2 separate regions of the Mus musculus genome follow, and region 2 is linked to region 1. Evidence: chromatin contacts called from public Hi-C data. All regions are on one chromosome and are shown on one strand. The core of a region is the stretch at or near the end of the contact, and the rest is flanking DNA. Distances in the headings are between cores, read along the strand shown.

Region 1 (6,650 bases), core at 1,561-4,060:
GCCAATTGTACCATGCCTGGGTGTGTCCAACTTGGGGGATGTCTTCTTTCATGTCTCAGGAGTAAAGGGACATTTCAGTGTGTCCCTTTACATGGGATGTACCTGTTGTTGTTTACCATACCAGTTAGGAATGACCATTTTCTTAAATATATATATGTATATATATATATATATATATATATATATATATATATATATATATATATATATTTAGCTCCTCAACTCTGCACTGGGTGTGAGAACTTAAAAATGCACAGAGTAAACATGTGTCTCAAGAGCCCAAAAATAGTCTTTGACAGCTTGCACTTGTTTATAGTGCTAGGATTTTTTTCTTATGCAAACATCTTACTTATTTAAAAAGACGTAGTAAGAGATTATCAATAAATAATAAAATAGAACAATTATTAATACAGTAATAATCACTTACTTCAACTTAAACCACTATAATACTGTGTCTCCATGAGAACCAAGATAGCAGTTAGTAGGTGGCTATCATGGACACCATGATGATGCCTGCCAAAGTGATCAGAGGTCTGGTGTGGCGGGACAATGTGCCATTTCATCACACTGCTCATAAAGTACACAACTTTCAATCCATACATTATTTATTTCTGGTATTTCCGACTTAAGAATTTCTGAACACAGTTGACCGCAGGTAGCTAAGGCCACAGAAAGCAAAGGCATGGATAAGAGGAGACCTCAGAATGATACTTTAGAGGAAAGAGCACATATAAATTAATCAGGGCCCAGAGCAGTTTCCCCACTGTGTCCTGTGACCATCACAGAAGATAGGTACCTGCTTGAGGTAGTCAGGGCCAGCCAAGACCAAACATAGCTTAGAACAAAATGTGGGAAGTCTCTGCATTCCAAGGTTTATAAATGGGATAACGAATAATGAATGGGTTATCTTTAGGGCAGGAAACAGACCATGTTCCAGAGAAGACAAAGGACTCTTTGGAGTGTTTCGGTGTGTAGCTGAAGCCATGATGAATGTGGATGACCCACTTACTGAAATGGTACCATTGTTGCAATTAAGTCTTTTTGTTAAAAGGAAGAGAAAATCTTTCCAGGTCAGGTGCCAGAGCCTCGGAGGAGGATGGCTGTTTCGGGTTCATCCTGCAGGCACTGATCCCAAGTACAAATCTCTGTTCTTATCTTAACCGTGCACTCATATCTCTGTTTAGCTACAGTTCAAATCTCTTTTGGGCCATTTCACATAGAGGCTGTGACTTTTTATTCTCTTACTGTTCCCTAGGGAGTATTTTGGTGTCTTCAACACAAATACTTTTTTTTTTTTTTGCAGAATATATCAGTGGCCAGGAAAAGGCAGGGAAGAGCATATTCAGGGAGAACCAACCAGCTGTTGTTCTCTATGTTTTATCAGGTACAGTGGGGTGTGGTCTTGAGGGCTCCTCTTTCTCCTAAATAAGTGCCTTTGTATATATCACCACCTAAAAACTACTGTGTTCTTCCTGCCATTCCACAAAAATATTTATTAAAATTTAGTCAATCATGAAGAATAAGAAGTAACCAGGAAAAACAAGCAACCAACCAAACAAACAAAAAACAAAACAAAACAAAAAACAAACAAAACAAAACAACCAGCTATGATACAGCTCTTAGGTGAAACATGCTCTAAGGGGAATTAGTTAGCAAGAGACAAGTTCACTAGGATTTGTCAAGTGGGCATTATCTATGATAACCAAATAGAACAGGGAAGGCTCCTAACTCAGACCAGAGTCCTACTACTTCTGCCTAATCTGATATGGTGGTTTAAATATGGTTGGCCCAGGGAGTGGCACTCTTTGGAGGTGTGGCCTTGTTAGAGTAAGTGTGGTCTTGTTGAAGGAAGTGTGTCACTGTGGGGGTGGACTTTGATAACCTTCTCCTAGCTTTCTGGAAGTAGTCTTCTCCTGTCTGCCTTTAGAACAAGATATAGAACTCTCAGCTATGCCAGCACCATGCCTTCCTGGTCCCTGCCATGTTTCTTGCCTTGAGGATAATGGACTGAGCCTCTGAAACTGTAAGTCAGCCCCAACTAAATATCCTTTATAAGAGTTGCCTTAGTCATGGTGTCTCTTCACAGCAATGGAAACCCTAATTATGACATCTGAAAAGCTAAGACTTGGAGTGTGGACCGCTAAGCAGAGGGGAGGGGGCAAGTGAGAGCAGCAGGCCTAAGAAAGTGATGTGAAGAGCAGGCTGGAGAGAGGCTGGGTGGGGAGAGAGGCATAGGGCAGAGGGCGTGGCAGAGCTCTATCTGAACTAGTGTCTGGGAGTGAGGCCTGCAGCCCTGCTGGGCTATGTAGGTGGCAGGACAACCCTAGTCTACTGTTTAAAATTGGCAAAAATGATAGAAGAGAGCAACAAAAGCTTTTAACGTGACCAGCAGAGGACTATGTCTTTCTCCTCCTTGGAAAAACATTGTAAAATCTGGAATTGAAGGAAAGGCATAAAATGGTTTAGATGAAAATGAAAACAGACACCCTCGGCTTCCTGGCAATCAAAAAAATGTCTCAGGAAGGGACAGTTCGAGGAATGCCACCCTACAGCTTCCTTAGATAAGAGGAAACCAGTCTACTCTTGATACTGGTAGTGAGTCATGGAGCAGCAGCTGTGGAATTTTATTTACTGTTCTAGAATTTACACTGTAATTTTAAATTATAAATACATGTTATGTCACCAAACACTAGTGTCTGCCTGGCACATTTTCTGAATTATGCCAGGCAACGAATTAAGGGCAGGACATGAAGCTGAAGACAGTGTGTGTCCTGGCCCTGAAAACTGCCAATTATGCGAGAGGCCAGACCTGGAGAGGAGCCCGTCATGGCAGCACCTGGAGTGTTGGGTAGTGGGATGAAGGGAAAGGAACAATTATTCCTGAGCTCAGGAACTGGAAAAGAATAGAAGCTTAAACAATAGGCGAATGTGGAGTGCACTGCAGTTAGTGTGTTCTGGCCCGACTCCAGCCACCCCCACTGAATTAGACTCTCTGGAAACAGGTTTAGGGTGAAGCCTAAGCAATGCCTAGGATTTCAGCAGCTGGAGGATAAAGGAAAGAGGAGAACATGTGAGATGCAGACATGTATGACAGATGGCAGAGTCCTGAAGCAGAAGGGGAGACTATAAAGTCAGCCTGAGATCCACTGGAGGAGGAGCCTGACTTGAGCTATACAAATCAATTACAGAATTATAAACATACATATTCGTCTGCCTCTGTTTCCACAGTGCCATAGTGGCAGTGACTTGGGTAGGGCTGGAAATGCTGTGAGCTCTGATATAAATGCTATTCGGGTACCTGATTCTGAAGCACACCAAGGACCCATTGCTGTACACAGAGGTCTACATTCCAGTCATGATACAAAGGTTGGGCAGTTAGTACCAACTATTAATGACTTCAGTGGTCCTAACTTAGATGTTTCACATGCACATGTAATGGGAACAGCTGTTCATGTCAAATGATTAAAACCTAGCCATTTCCCTCCTACCCAGAACTCCAAGGGTCCGTGGGTATATATACACCACACACCTGAACAGGAGGAGTTCTTAGATAACTGGGTAAATGTTTGGAGAATGTCAAACCAATTACATGACTGTGCTGTACGCTCAGCAAGACTTAAGATTTGGTAGAAAACTGGAAAACACGGTGTTTGACTAGTCCAATATTAAAAATAGAAATGGGATTCTAGCAAAGTTGCCTGATGGTAAGCAAGGATATGAATAAAAACCTTGTCACAGGCACCTAGACAAACTGAAATAAATCTGACAACATTCTGAAAGGCATGCCAAAGTACCTGACTCTTAGAATTAAAGAATTGAGATACTTTGTATAACCAGCACTATAGAGACTAGATTTACGGGACATATCTTTTCCCAGGGTGCTAAAAATACATTGATATCTTCTGATCAGGGTTATAATAATGTATTTTCAAAAGCATTTCTGCCATGTGGAATTCAGCCACATATGCTGTTATTTTTGTATGTTTATTTCTTTGCTTTTAAATCTAAAGTTGAGTGTCCAAGGGTGGTAAAGTTGAGGAACAGGGAAGAAGTTTATTACATCAGATTATAAAGAATATAAATTGTAGATGAATCAAGACACTCTATGAATTAGTAATCTAATTTTCTAATGCAGAAAAGCAATAGAGCAAAGAATTCCCCCAGGTTGGAGTTTAAGGGGTTTTGCAATATGAAGTTTCTCCATGTGTTCTTAACCATTTATTACAGTTTAATAGAGACAAGGGATCTATGACCTATGAGACTCTAGGGATTTCCATCTCTTGACTCAGGCTGAAGTTTGTAATTTTATAATAGGTTCTATTTCTCTCATTCATCTTCATGTATATTCAAGAATGGGCAAAGAGCTTCAAATTCACTCGGGGGATAAAGTAGCTTTTGTGGTTTGGACATCTGCTAAGCCCTCTGCTTCCTGTACATGCCACTTAAGCTACTCTTTTGACTCCTCCACACAGGTTTGTCGAGGGTTACGCTCTCCCTTCTCTTCTTTTTCTTCCTTTCTTTCCCCCTCCTTTTCCTCCTTCTTCTCCTACTTGTCTCCTTTCTCTTCTTCCACTTCTTTCTTTCTTTCCTTCCTCTCTTCTTCCTCCTCTTCTTTCTTTCCTTCTCCTCCTCCTTTGAGAATTTTATACATGAGCACTGTATTTATACCATTTCCACTCCTCCCTCCAACTACCCCTGCAACTCCCCTTCTGTCACCGCCATCCCACCTCAAATTCATGACCTCTAAATAATTACTAGTAAATACACATAGCTAACACACACACACATGTATGCACACATCCACTTACAGACAATCCACTGAGGTCACTGACTGTAGCTCATAGACACACACATTTAGGGATGACTAGCTGGAACTGGAGGACCTTTTAGTGGGATCTTCCCTGGGGGAAAAACTGCATCTTCCTCTTTCAACACCCATTTATTGCCTGTCTCTTATCACCTAGGGATGGAGCTTGAGAAATTCCCTCACCCTCATGGGCCCATTGACTGCTGTGGTCATAATGCAGGGCTTGTTTGGGCTCCTAGACTTCATGTTGTTGAGATCCGATGTGTGCAACATTCCTGCCATGCAGAGAAGATGTTCTCTTTTAAATTCCTCCTTGGGCCTTCCATAGTTAACCACTGTCTGCTCTACACTAACTTGGATTTTGTATATATTTCTATGACTATGCTTATGATAAATATCTTTTACTTATAAAATATAAGGGTATATGCCTTTCTATGCATCTATAGTCTCAAGCAGCACAATTTATTCCATCGAACTTTATTCCATATTCCATGATGGTCACCATAGGTTTGAACACGCGTGGTGTGACTCCTGCCCTCATGATGCATTGGCTCTCTATGAAGAGTAGAGAAGTAAACTCTGATGAAAACAATGTAAATAAAGGCCAGGGCTGGGCGAGCAGGTTTGAGTTGGAAGAACAGATGTCCACAATCCAGTGGAGAGGAGAGGAGGAGGGGTGGTGACAGCAGAAGGGAAAGAGGTATCCATGCTGAGGGTGAAGGGTGATTCTGAGGCAGCCAGGCATAGAGTGGATGGGAGCTAAGAGCAGAGGATGTACCAGAGATAAGGAAGCTGAAAACAGAAGAGGGAGGGCGACAAATCCAAAGGAGGGCTGTGGATAAGGGGCTGGAGACAGTATCAGGAGGGTCTTTGAAAGCCTATTATTTGAGGCATCCAGGAAGACCAAGAACTTGACAGTAAATGGAGAAGATGCCACTTTAAAGAAACTTCAGCTGCTAAGGGGAATGGAATGGAAGGACTTTGACCACATTTAAGGGCAGTGCCATCCTATAGTCGAAGTGAGGGGCTGGGATCTGCCATAAGGAATGGAGGCACACGCAGTGAAGAGATCAGGATTCAATAGGCTTGGTTTCTGATCAGCTCTAAGAGGTGAGGAAGGAAGATTTAAGGTGATCTATGCTACACAACCTTCTGTGTGACAAGTTCCACAGACTGAGGCAGTTGACCTCAAAAGGGGGAGGCCTCCTGGAACCTGTTGTAGAACTCTTCACTGGAGAAAAATTCTTGAGTCGTAGTTCTCATGGTCATCTATCTGTTTTATTTTCTCTTATTCCTTTTCTTATTTACATGTTCCTGGTAGCCTAGGCCAAGGTCTTAAGCATGAATAATGGGTAAGAAACCATCCCTTGAGATGGGGTCACTAATATTAATTATCCCCAGGGAAACCAACACTTTACTTTTTAAATCATTTATAAAACTATTATGATAGATAAAAGCTTTTCCAACAATAAAATTTCATATGGCTACACGTGTGTCATTTGGAGGTAGGTTTTAGTATATGGTAAAGAAAGCCTTAATTAGAAAGAATTAAAATAGTTTAAATTTATGTGTTAAAGATTTATAAAAATCAGGCTTTAGATGTTAAATACTAATTGACCATATAGGGCTGGAAAGTTAGCTCAGTGGTTAGGAGCATTGACCATAAAGATTTATTAACCCGCTCTTGGAAATATGCCACTAGCCTTGGATGGCTGCCCTACTGAATACATTGTTTTAGAATTGTTATATTTTGATGATTTTTATTTATAACGATGTTACCTGTTCTGTTTGTGATCCACTGAATATATAGTTTCAGAATTATAATGCTTGGATGATTTTTGTG
Region 2 (6,650 bases), core at 3,098-5,597, 130 kb before region 1:
TTTAAGTATATTAGTTTATTTAGCCCTCCCTTGAATAATTAATCCTATGAGTCAAATGCTATTATTATTGCTATTTAACAGACTGAGAAACCCAGGCAGTGTTATGTAAGACCTGGAAGTCACACTTTGGGCCACTGTACTCTACTGATTACACATTGGATTTTTTTTAAAACCTAAAATTATTCTGGGAGAGAAAAAAAAAAGAAGCCCATATGAAATAAGTGTACATAGCATTGATATCGTTGGAAATGAAACTAATGAAGTGTTCATAGCACTGCCCATGTGCCAAACCTGATACGAGCACTTCCTAGGTAGATTAAGCCATTTTGTCAGTACCTGGTCTCTGTGAGGTAGGTCCCGCTTTAATTCCTACTGTATAGCAAGAGAGACTGAGAGGAGAGTCTGAGCAGTTCAATGGAGACCCCCTCACTCAGTACAGGGCAGAAGTTCAAAGGAAGAGGGAACAAACCTGCTGTCACTGCAAACAGCTCAGCACCTTTCTCCCACCATTGCTGCTCTGCCCTGAACAGGTTGATGTGGTCTTTCTAAATCTCCAAAGCTGTGTTTATTATACATAAAAGGTGGGGAATTCTATGGTCTGGAAAGTCCAAGTATCCTTACTGATTGGGTCCAGAGATCTCTGAAAACTTACATAAATGCATACCTATGCCATTTGCTGCATTCAAACACAAGCATTGGTTTTCTATCTGACTGGATCCTAGCATTTCTCTGCACATCTGTATGAGTGGCCCTGCAAGGACATCTAATAGGAAGTAAAGAAAGAAAAAAAAAGATTGAAATAGTCTCCAGAATTTCTAATCACATCCCATCATTCACCAGCAGGTCTAAATCTTTGTAAATCTTTGTAAAACCTTTACAACTGACCATATCTAAAGCCCTGGGCAAGCCCTCCATCCTTTGACTTCAGGCTGTTTCTCTGTGGTCAGGAAGTAGAGCTGCCACGCAGGTTCATTGATCTTATATATGAAGCTGGGAGATAAATACATGGACCTCAGTAAATAGTAAGAAAAAATTAGCATGGCTATTGCAGATTTGTTCTCTATAGTTGTTAAGGCTGTGAATCACCACAGGACATACAGAGTAGCACTTGATATTGAGCTAGGTTAGGTTGCTTAAGGATTTAACTTCAGGAGGCCTCTATATGAAATTAACATGGGCAATTAGTGTTTATGTAAAATGATCCAAATAATTAACCCATCAGTATGAGTAACTGCAGTCAGTCAGTCATTTAGGCTGAATTTTCTGGTTTGCAGGGGAATTTTTTATTCTGCCCATCCCTCCTTAGTTAAGCTAAGAGAGAATAACTTTATAATTTGTTATATGTTCTGGGGACTGGAAACAGCACTGAAAAATATCCAGGCCTTTTTTTTTTTTTTTTTTTTTTTTTTTTTTTGGTTAACTTTTAAATAACATACTCTCTAACAGTAGAATGAATGAAGATACAATGATGGGGGAGGGGTGTTGTACTTGTTTGTCTCTCTCATCTGTTAGAAACTCACTTTTGCTTTATAGAAAAGCTCAATAAATTAATCCAGAGACTCAAGTTATTAGCTTAGTGTGTATAGTTTGAGGAAACATTAGGTCCATTTAAATTTCATTACAGAAAGTTATATGGAAGTTTATGGAGCATATCTTTTGCTAAGTTGTGTGTACAAATATAAGATTGTATCCAGCATAAACCCAATACCCTGAATTTAAGTTAAGCTCTTAGAGCTGAAGGGGATCACAAAGATTACATCGTTCACCAGAGGCCCAAAAGGATTAAGAGATTTGTCTGTGTTTCTGCAGATAATGAATAACCACCCCAGATTGCAGAAGCCCCTGGGTGGGGCCTGGCCTTCTGCTGCAGCGGGCAGAAGATACATCACAAGGGTAGACATAATGACAATAGCCCCTGGGATAAATTGTATCTCTTCAGAAATTCCACTAGAGACTGTGCTCTAAGCCTGGCTTCTGCTCTCCCTCTCAGCTGTGTAGTAGCTTCCTTTAGAGCTTTGTGGCTCTTGTTAACCTCATCTTACAGATCTGAGGGCAGAGGTCTGTTTGTCTGCCCTTAAGAGTTCCACAGCTAGCAAATGCCATGAGATCCTTCTATCCCAAATCCATGTACCTTCTGCAGCATGGCGCGAGGAGCCATACGAGCACATCTGTCACCAGGTTTTCTTTAAAAGCAGTGGTTATGTCTTAGGCCATGAAGTCGCAGGTCACACTCCAAAGAAGAAGGAGCAGTACTGTAAATTGTTTTGTTTTCTGGCCTTGAAAACTGGCTAGCTGACAGATTGTGAACTATTTCAGAATTATTATAGCATGACTGTGTGGCTTATGTCAGCCAGAGATGCAGGAACATGGACCCCAAATCAAAATCAAATAGAGAAACATTCATGGGTGGGAAGGGAGTTTTTAAGCCTGGCATCCCTGTAATTTAAACTTCAGGTTAACTACAAGTATTATAGAAAAAAATATACTACTTATTCAAAGAAATACACAGGGGTCACATGCTTGCCTCTGTCTTCAAGTTAAAAACATACTGGAAATGGGTTGGCTGGCTCACTCACACCTTCACAGACGACCCTCTGTCACTCTGGGAGAAGGTGACTACAGTCTGAACAGGCAAATATTATATTTTGGATTTAGGAGAGAAATTGTTAGGGGCTTCCTGTGCTCTAGAACCACGAGAGCTCAAGCAAAATGAGGCGATATTATGTTTAACTGTTTGGGAACTTTTTATTAAAAAAAGACTTTAAATATTAATGTTATTTTCCATACAAGTGTGATAATACTCAGTAATGCATGGTGTACTTGGTCTTGTGAGTTTAAGAATGTCACAATCCAGTGTAGTTGCTGGCGCCCTCTGGTCTTCACATACCCTGGTAGCAAAATTCAAATATCCCTTTTAAAAAATAGAATCCTTTGGACAGCTGTAGATAAGCGTGGGGTGAGGCAAGGGGGCCCTCGTTCCCGAATACTCATGCTTTGGGGCTTTGACTCCACCTAGAAAGTTCAATTCTAAGAGAATTGACACAAACTCTTCTAGACTCTGCAAGAGGGCAGAAATAAAAAGCTTGTTATTCCTTTACAAGCAGCTACGGATGAAGTCAGCAGCAGAGTCCAGGAGCGAGGGAAGCTGGGCGGGGCTGGACAAAGAAAAATAGGAGTAAAGTACAGAGTTACTGTCAAAAATATATTATTTTGATCCTAAGAAAATTAAGAGAGTTTCATCTAATGAACTAGATTGTGATCTTTTAATACATTTGGTTTTCATCGAACGTACAATCACCATCGGACGTAAAAAGACGACTTTGTTTCTTTAAAAAAAATTGCTTGAGTTATCTACAGGAAGCTTGTGAACGTAATTCAAGGATAATATTCTGCAGCTCTTTGGATATTGAATGGTTTCCTCGGACCTGTCCACAGGGGAATCGGGGTAGGGTGGGTGGGTGGGGCTTTTAATGCAGAGTCCAGTGGGACTCTACCAGCGTGTCTCCTTTCCCTGTCCCGCCCTCCCTAGTTGGAAGACTTTTTCAATTCGGGGTCTTCTACTCCTGGGGTGTGAGACCTGGAAATGAGGAAGAGTTTCTCCTTGTTTGTAAACTGCCTCTGCACAGACAGAGGCTCCGCCCTAGTTGGCCCTGGACTGGGACCCTCGGGGGAGCTGTGCTCAGTACTGGGATCTGTAACATCCTCACAGTCTAGCCTTTTCTTGGCCACCACATCCACGACCGACTCTACAGAGGTGTCAGCCTCCCTCAGGGGGGTGTAGCCCTTATTGCTGCTGGACTGGTCATCCGACTGAGAACTGTGGGAATCCCGCCGGACGCGGGGCGAGTCCTCCTCGGGGCGCAGAGGGAGCGAGGGCGTGGCGGCTGTAGCAGAGGGGCCTGAGTCCAGGTTCTCTGCGCTCGAGGAGGGTGGGGGCTCGGGCGACGGTGGAGCCCGATAGTCCGGGAGCCCACTGGTGCTGCGGCGCCGCCAGGCCGCGTACCTGCGGGTCCTGGGCAAGCGGCCGCCCTGCCCCCTGGCGGTGCGTGCTGTCTTCGCGCCCTCGGGCTCCCCGGGCTCGCAGGAAGCCCAGCGCGCTCCTCCCTCGGCTCCCCGGAGGTCGGTCAGGCTCAGGTCCAGTTCTCCCCTGGGGAGATCCCGGGAGCCGCGTTCCCCGGGAGGTCTATGCCAGCTGCAGCTTGCGCCCTCCGAGTCCCCGTCTCTGTCCCGATCCCCTTGCAAGGGCAACAGGGCGAAGGCGCTCAGCGAGGAGCCCACGAGGGAGCTGGTGGTGCTCTGGCGCCCCCAACTCCCGGTTGGGCTGCAGGGCGCCGGGCTGCTGCCGCCGCTGGCAGCCGCGGTGACAGTGGCAGTGGCCGCAGCCACCGCGGCAACTGTGGTCCGGCGATGGCCAGCCCTACTGGAGCGCTCGCGGTAGATGCTGTACACGGCCTCTGTCAGACTTGGGGGCTCCCGTGGACAGCGCGGAGATGAAGCCAGGTCCGGCGGGGACCCTGCCTCCTGAGTCTCACCGCTGCCTCCGTCCAGCCCAGTGGGGTGGGGCCATGAACCCCTGGCCAGCATTGCAGCAGCCCCAAAGGCGTCCGCAGAGCCCGCGCAGCTGCCTGGCTTCAGCTCCAGGCCTCGAGATTGCACGTAGCTGAGAAAGCCATTGAGCGGCGCTGCCCCGTGGGACGCGGAGCCGGGGGCAGCCGCGGAGGAGGAAGCCGCAGCCGCGGCGGCCGCAGCAGCAGCTGCTGCCAGATCTTTGGCGCGGAGACTGTGCACGTCGATGACAGTGGAATAGAGGTCCCGCAGGTTGATGATCTTAGTTTTTTTGTCCCTGTTCTCATGGAGCACCGCGTTGGCGCAAATGAAGAGGAAGATGCCTATACCCATGATGAGGGGCCCGAAGACCTTTAGCTTGTCTGAGTGCAAGTAGCCTGAGAAGATTCGGAAGAAGAAGCCCACCGACGTGGAGGAGGAAGAGGAAGAGGAAGAGGAAGAGGAAGAGGAGGTGGCTGCAGATCTTGCAGGAGGCGGACTCCAGGGCCCGCCCACAGAACTGGAGTTGGCACCCCCTGGGGTCCCAGAGTGGCTCTTGGCTGGGTTTTTGTTGCCATTGCTGCTGTTGCTGATGGCCCCAATGCGATGGCTACTGCCCACAGGCAGTAACTGCTTGCTCCCACCTCTGTTGGCGGCGTTGGCTTTTGGCCAGTAGCCCACCACGGCCATGGCTATGCCCACCAATAGCACTAGGATCCCACAAAGGGCAATGAGCCCCGAGATGGAGCACAGCTTCAGTTTGCCTTTCACCACCACCACGTCGTTTTTACGCCTCTTCTTGGCTTTCCTCTTGCGCTTAGGGACCTGGCTGGGGGGCCGGAGAGGATCCTGCTTTCTCGCAGATATTCTCAGTAGGCCACCGGTGGCGATCATGGTGAACTGGTGGAATGCAAGGCTAGCCCGTAGGGCTGCTGCGGCTGAAGCTTGTGTGGGGGGAGCGCCAGCTGCCCACTAGCTGCTTGGTCACCTCCTCCTGCGCAAAGTAGAGGAACACAGTCAGAGGGTGCTGGGCTTGGCTGCCGGAAACCGCCCACGTGCCAGGATTGCCCCTGCCCCTGGATGGAACTCCAGGTGTGTCTCCACCCCCACCCCAAAGCTGTGTACACAAATCAAAGACCAGTTTGTGCGATGGAAAGAAACGGTGGTTTGAACCAGTTTGAGAAAAACTTTCCTCTCTCCCCATCCCATCCCCCACATGTTCCAAGACCCTCTATCTGAAAGCTTCCTGGCTGGCAGCCAGTGGGAGCCCTGACATACTTGTAAATCCTGTGGATGTGGAGACTCAAAAGTAATGTTTGAGGACTTTCTTGGTCAGAGCCTTTCCCCATACCCTACCCCTGCCTCTCACTGCAATGGAAAAGTTTCCCAAAGCAGGGGCCTCTGGTGTACCAGGCCTCTGAGCCAGGACATTTGCCCAAGTGGGGCCCAAAGTCACCAAACAGTTCTTGAAAGTTACTACTGTATAAAAAGAAAGGAATTTAGTTCCCAGGATGAGAGCGAAACGCCACACACGCACGGACAGGGTGGCTGACTTCAGATGACTGACACTGTTCATCGCCCAGAAAATCTAAGAGATATTACTTCAATACCAGCAACAGATCTTTCCACAAAGTTGCCTCGCGGCTACTCAAATCCTGGACCACTAGGCACGCAGGGGCTTCTCCCGATCCTCTCATCTCAACTTTGCAACATCTGGACAGCTTCTTGGTATGGAATATTTCCTTTTAGGTAATTGTTATGTAACCCAGCTCTTCCTCTGGCTTTCTCTCCTCCCCTGGAGGAACTCCCTTTAAAGGTATCTTGTGCTAGATTTCATCAGGGGATATGAGAAGTCCTCTGGACTCTCCCCAAGAAAGACCTTTCTCTTGTGTGGGAAAATGACAATATTAGAAAATTCGACCACAGTAGCTTTCTGACCCTTGATTAATATACCAACAGTATTCTACAGAACCCAAGTATTCAAATGAATAGGCAATTACCTAGGTAAAGCAGTCCTCATAATGATGATTTATAGGAAGGCATTTCCACAAAGAAAAGCTGTTTTCTCCATCCTTTCTCAGGAGGTCATTTTAGGGGTGGGGGTG

What was found. A called contact is a pair of places that touch in the nucleus more often than the background predicts.
Region 2: a contact with region 1 is called in a Hi-C map of cerebellum, with 1.9 times the contacts expected there. The contact joins two enhancer-like sites. A contact is called at or near these places in 4 of 484 Hi-C or Micro-C datasets (cerebellar granule neurons, cerebellum, cortical neurons and 1 more).

The regions. Positions count from the first base shown.
Region 1 is chr17:68,707,126-68,713,775 of GRCm38.p6, reverse strand. The region is part of intron 18 of L3mbtl4 (L3MBTL4 histone methyl-lysine binding protein); the gene reads right to left. Among named protein-coding and RNA genes, the nearest start is that of Tmem200c, 130 kb to the left of the region's middle. Within about 2 kb of position 2,810, at least 5 of the 459 cell types and tissues checked have an H3K27ac peak or open chromatin away from gene starts, as enhancers often do. A contact at or near this core is called in cerebellum, where this site is marked.
Region 2 is chr17:68,839,213-68,845,862 of GRCm38.p6, reverse strand. It overlaps Tmem200c (transmembrane protein 200C), which reads right to left. Exons shown (of 2, transcript NM_001206661.1): 2 at 2,725-5,539. The coding sequence starts at 5,439. The coding sequence ends at 3,526. Among named protein-coding and RNA genes, the nearest start is that of Tmem200c, 5.4 kb to the right of the region's middle. Within about 2 kb of position 4,347, at least 84 of the 459 cell types and tissues checked have an H3K27ac peak or open chromatin away from gene starts, as enhancers often do. A contact at or near this core is called in cerebellum, where this site is marked.